2 separate regions of the Mus musculus genome follow, and region 2 is linked to region 1. A link is a contact called in public HiChIP or PLAC-seq data. All regions are on one chromosome and are shown on one strand. Each heading gives the region's core, a stretch centred on a gene start, on an enhancer-like site or on the middle of the called end of the contact. The rest is flanking DNA. Distances are from core to core; before and after follow the strand shown.

Region 1 (2,936 bases), core at 264-2,763:
AAAAAAAAAAATAGATGATATAATAGATCAATACACCAGTTGAAAACTATGCAAGACTGTTCTGTGGGGGAAAAATTCGAGATTACATAACACAGTCAGTCAGGGATTACACCACAAAATCCTAGTGAGAGGAATTTCTCATCCTCTGTATCACTCTGCAACTTAGGATATTAAAGTTTGAAGGGTTCAAAATATTCGGTTCTCAGTTCAAACACATCTTTAAAAACATCAGTCTTAAAAATACTAAAAGGATTAAGTTGAAATTTTACACACACACACACACACACACACACATCTTCCTACCCTAAAGAGTAGTTCTTCACTTTCTGAGATCCTGGGAGTCCACCCAGGTAAAAAGTCACTGGTTGCTCTTCCTGGTCATCTTTATTTTATGGTCTGATTTTTCCTTAAAAGAGAAATTCAATTTTTTTCAAAGCATTATACACCTGCCTGTGCATGGACTTTACTGCTAGCCATGTTTATTCAACACATTATCTCCACCAATGGATAATTTAAATTTATGGACCACTATGCATCCCACTTCTACTTCAAAAGATGGCGACTGTCCATGAATGTTTTGCCCCAAATTAAATCTCAAGCCCCTTGCTTTAGAGAAATAGGAAGAAGCACTATAGAAGTTTAGGGTTATTTTTTTAAAGTCATATCTCAAATGCATGCATATTTGTGGAATATAAGACATTTGCCTTTCTAGAAATGCTGGCTTTATAACTCTAGAGTTGTTCAATTGGAAAATTCTGTGTTTTCACACTTAGATTCAGTAGTTTACTGAGTCTAAACTCAAAAATTGTACAATATAGACAATTTCTAATTGACTAAGAAAAAACAACTTTAAACTTCTGAAAATAAAGCAATGTTCTTTTACATGCTTTTAGGAGGCCCAGATACTGTCCTGAAGGAGCGCTTAGCCTGTCAGTGTCAACTGGAAACGGTCTATCATTCGTAAGCTGTCCCCAGAAGACGCTGAAGATGCACACGCACACACATTTACATGCGTTGCACAGTGCCAACTATTTCCAACCAAAATAATCATATACACGTCGAGCCGAGCTATTTCTAGCGCAGAAGAGGGTGAACGTCCGGGTAGGCAGAGGAAACCCAGTAGCAGATGATTGCCGGAGAGGCGGGTGGCGGCGGGGTCCCCTGCCTCCCGCGCAGGACGCCTCGCACCCCGCACCTGCACCGGGTCCCCGGCAGGGCAACCGGGGGCGCGCGCGCGCGTCCGGGACGCACCCGCGGGAAGCCGAGTAGCCCGGCGGGCTGGGAGCGGCGGGAGCATCCCCGGGCGGGACCCAAAGCGCCTTCTCCTACCTGTCACTTCCAGGCGAGTCGCTGCCGGGGATGCGGCCACCGCCGCCTCCGGGAGCCCCGCTGTGTTCGCGCGCGCGCGTGTGAGTGTCTGTGTGTGTGTGTGTGTGTGTGTGTGTGTGTGTGCGCGCGTGTGAGAGCCTGTTTGCGGCGCGGCTCCTGAGCCGCTCGCGCGCCGCCACCCCCTCCCCGCCGCCGCGGCCGCCGAGCCCCTCCGGCGCCGCCCCGCCCTCCGCCGCCTCCGCCCCCCACCGGCCAGCGCCTCCCCGCTGCGCTCACCTCGGCCGCCCGCTGCCCAGGGCGCCGCCCGCCCGCCGCTCCCGCCGAGCCGGGCCCCGTGCGGCCCCGGGCCCGCCGCCCCTACTCCCGGCCGCGACGCTGCCTCTGGAGCCCAAGCCGTCGCCTCGCAGCCCCAACCTGCCGGGCTACGGAGCATGCCCAGTGCGGCGCCCGGCGGGGCTGGGGGTGGACCGGGGCCGCGCGGGCCGGCCGGGGTGGGGGTTGGCTGTCCCGGGGTCGCCGCCGCCGCCTTCCCGGTGCAGGGTCTGGGCGCGCGCCCGTGGGGACTGAGCTGAGCCAGCAGCGGGACACCACGCGCCGCTGGCCACGGACTCAGCGGGTGCCCGGCCCGGGAGGAGGGGGTGCGAGCCAGCCAGAACCGGGAGCGGGGAGCGGGAACTGCGCTTTCGTCTATGTTACATTGAACAAACACGGAGAGCTTGTACACTGCAGCAGGCACTGTGAGACAGGGATTTTATTCATTCAGCCCGAAAAACAATCTGCCGGAGGAAGTACTACAACGGGCTCACACTGAGCCAGAAAGTGATTTCCAAAGTCTTCCCCCAAGTGATCCTGAGACGTGCACCCCACTCCACCCCCCCCCCCCAGACTTCGGTTCCAGGGATGCTGGGGATCGCTGTGGCCAGCTCTCCTTGTCCTTTGAACCGACACCCGGGTGCCCGAAGTCCTGCTGAGGCGGCCTGGCCATGTGCATCCAGCGTCACCCTTTGTGGAGACCCTACACTGGAGCCGCTCCGGAACTCCCCGAGGGCTTCCTCCTACCGAGGCCACTCGGCTTCCTCCCTCTCCTGCCTGGCGGCGGCCACCAAAACCCGGAGACGTGGCACCTGCGCACTGGGGACTGGGGCCCATGCTGGCGGCTGAACTGGGCATGCTCAGCTGCCTGAACTGGGCTGGCGGGTCAAGAGGAAAGGGGTCGGTTTAGAGGTTAGCTTAAAAAAAAAATGGAGAAGAGGGCAGAAGTGTAGGCACAAAGGAACAGTCCAGGCACCGTGGATACAGCAGTTGAAAACCCCAAAGTGTCGCACCCTTCGTTCATTCTGGCCGTTTCAGCATGGATAGAAAGAAAATAACCACCAAAAGTTGATCAACTAGTGTGATGTGTGATGGTACATGCCTGTAATCCCAGTTAGTTTACAGAGCAGCCTAAACTATACAGTCGGTTCAAGACCAACCTGAACCCTGTCTCAAAACGAGAAAGAAAAAAATAATTTACCAATTTAAGGGAGATGGACTGAGAGCTACTGACCACTCTCTAGCCAAACACAAAGCTTCAGATTTAAGTTAGCCTTGAAAAAGGTTTTTCTGCA
Region 2 (2,936 bases), core at 273-2,772, 33 kb before region 1:
GCAGTAGCTGGGCTTCTCTATTTTCTGACATTAAAGTTGTAGGCAACCTCTGTTAACAAAGAAGGTGAGGCGGGTTGGTGACTGATAGCCAAATATTAGTCATAGTATGTGCTTTGGGCCAATCTATGGCATAGAAGCAACTTAAACAGAACTACTTGTCAACTTTAAGCAAAACTGGCTCTAAATTAGTATAGGGTTTATTTAAGGTCACTGATGGAGGAACTTAAGATAATAAAATAGAATATTCCTGAAAGTCCATGGTAAAGCTCATACTGCAGTTTATGTATTTTTTTAACATTTTCCATGGTAAACTGCTTTTTAAATATGAATAAATGCACAAATCAAAACTATAACCATGTTCTGTTTTCAAGCACTCCCTATGAAAAATGGGGGTTGGGGAAGAGATTAAGGAAATAGCCCCCCGCAAAAAAAAATAAAAATCAAACATCACACTTGGAGAACTTAGTGTCGTAGCAACAGATTTAATGCTTCAACCCAGTGACCAAGAACAAATGAGCAAACATAGAGGGTAGGGGAGATGTCTCAGTGGTTAAGAGCACTTGCTGCTCTTGCAGAGGACCGAGGTTCAGTTCCCAGCATACAAATGGTGGCTCACACACAGGCACACACACACACATGCACATAAAATAAAATATTTCTAAAAATTAAATTACAAGTATATGTTTACCTGTAGGGAAGCTTTTCTTTTCAAGCGTCTCGGGGTGTGGAGAATGGCTGCTAGTTAAATATACACCTTTGATTAATACAAGTGGAAAAGGGGGGTGAATGATCATTACTGGCAATGTAATATGTTTTATGAACAAAAGTTCTGAGCAAATACGTAATCTGAGAAAAAGCACATTTCTGAAAAGATGCTTTATTGGCTCAACCTCTGGGACCACAGATACAAACTCTTAGATTCGCAACCTGCTAACGCTGGCTAAATGATCTATGGCTGGGAACAGCTGAAAAAAATGGGCAATCCATGGATTATTCCACTGATTTTGGCTAAAGTCTTCAAGAGACAAAAGGGGGTCATATGAGGGCAAAGCACAGCTGTTACAATAAGCAGGAAAAGCCACAGTCCGAGGAAATGCCTCCTTGTGATCTCAGAGTATGACTTATTGACCCCCCCATTCCCCACCCCAGAATCCACTACTAGAAACTAGACCAGGACATAAAATAAAAAGCAGAACTTATGATCTGAAGGAAGGCTGTGTACAGCTGTATAAGGTCTATTTCAAAGCCAAACTGAGTCCAAAAAAATCAAACTCGGCACCTCTCTAAAGACAACATGCCCAAGACCCAACGCTGCATCCTAACATGATTTAAAGGAAAGGAGGGGACTTCCCAGCGAGATAGCAGATGGGAAACCTATCATCAGTGTACTCACTGACAGGAAGCAGCCAGCAGAACGCACAGTCACGCCTGTTCTTGCAAGAATCGGTAGCTGTAAAGGAAGCCAGCAAGCCAGGTGAGATTTCCACGGGGAAGCAAGCAGCAGCTGGGGGTTGGAGGAGCTGCCAGCCACAAGCAGCTGAGCAAGGTGGAAATCCCCAGGAAGTGCTTCCCTCACACACAGCAGTGCTGAAGCTATAGGCAGATGGAAGATCAAGGACTGGATGCCTAATTGGCAGGGAGGCCCAGGAGCTAAAGAAGCTAAACCAGATGTGAGGCTTGGCTGAGGTCAATGGGAGCCCTCAGACTGCAGCCTCAAACCACCCCGTCTCCCATACACACTCGCTCTTCAGAAAGACTCAAGGGAAGGACTGAGTCAGAGCCTTGTACACTTTCATTGCCCTGGGCAAGGGAGCGAGGGGCCTGAAGTATGACTAGAAAGCATGGCAGACTCCCCATCAAGGACACCACTAAGGTCAGTAGGAACCCTGGGCAATCAGTCCTGTCCTGCTCTGCCCTATGGTACTGATCCAGAAAGAACGTGAAGGAGGGAACTGAGAATCACAGAGCTGAATTCAGGGAATCTGGGCCAGAAAGTCTATGTATGCTGGATAGTTTTATGTCAAGTTGAAAGGAACTAAAGTCATTTGAAAGGAGGGAGCCTCAACTGAGAAAATACAACCCTTAGATCAGGCTGTGGGCAACCTTGTAGGGTATTTTCTTAATTGGTAATGGATTGAGGAGAACTCAGACCATTGTAGGTGGTCCTATCCTTATCCTGGTGGTCCTGATTTCTCTAAGAAAACAGGCTGAGCAAGCCATGATGAGCAAGCCAATAAGCAGCATCCCTCCATGCATCAGCTCCTTTCTCCAGATTCTGGCCTTGTTTGAGTTCCTATCCTGACTTCTTCCATGACGAACAGTAATATGAAATTGTAATCCAAATAAACCCTTTCCTCCCCAACTTGCTTTTGGTCATGGAGTTTCATCATAGTACTAGTAACCCTAACTTAGGCATGAACTAAACCCCAAATCTGGATTAATATATCTGAACTAGAAATGAAAATTGCCACCCCTCATCAGCGTGGTTTGCTTCAAGAAACCAGGAGGGAAAGAATTCAAATTTCATCCCACCAAGGAAGAAACCGTGACTGGCATGACTTTTTAATCTAATATACCTACTGTCCCAGTACGCATCACGCGATCCTTACTTGCTGATCCTCCAATAGCTATGGTACTTAAAGGAATTGCTGATTGAAACTGGCTGCTATGGGACTTGCAGAGTGGACCTACCAAGATGCTGAGTTGCTCTTGAAGATCTTATTCTAAGAATAATATAGGGGTTGTACCAGTTCCCCAAGCATATGGGCTGCATGTTTAAACTTCTTAACTACTGAAAACTTCTGAATCTCAACTTTATCTTCCTATTCAACCTATTTCCACTTGAATACTGCAAATATGGTGAAGTGCATAACATGGGAGGGAGGGAGGGAGGGAAGGAGGGAGGGAGGAGTAAATGCAGTGTGTTCCATGAAGTC

What was found. HiChIP or PLAC-seq counts read pairs in DNA pulled down with a chosen protein or histone mark.
Region 2: a contact with region 1 is called in an H3K27ac HiChIP or PLAC-seq map of heart atrium, with 13 read pairs. The contact joins the enhancer-like site here to the promoter of Plcb4 in region 1. A contact is called at or near these places in 1 of 39 promoter capture datasets (3T3-L1-derived adipocytes) and 3 of 115 datasets of contacts at active chromatin or transcription factors (the HPC-7 cell line, embryonic stem cells and heart atrium).

The regions. Positions count from the first base shown.
Region 1 is chr2:135,658,124-135,661,059 of GRCm38.p6, reverse strand. It overlaps Plcb4 (phospholipase C, beta 4), which reads right to left and starts at 1,513. Exons shown (of 39, transcript NM_001355153.1): 1 at 1,330-1,513.
Region 2 is chr2:135,691,422-135,694,357 of GRCm38.p6, reverse strand. The region is part of intron 1 of Plcb4 (phospholipase C, beta 4); the gene reads right to left. Among named protein-coding and RNA genes, the nearest start is that of Plcb4, 33 kb to the right of the region's middle. Within about 2 kb of position 1,522, at least 59 of the 459 cell types and tissues checked have an H3K27ac peak or open chromatin away from gene starts, as enhancers often do. A contact at or near this core is called in heart atrium, where this site is marked.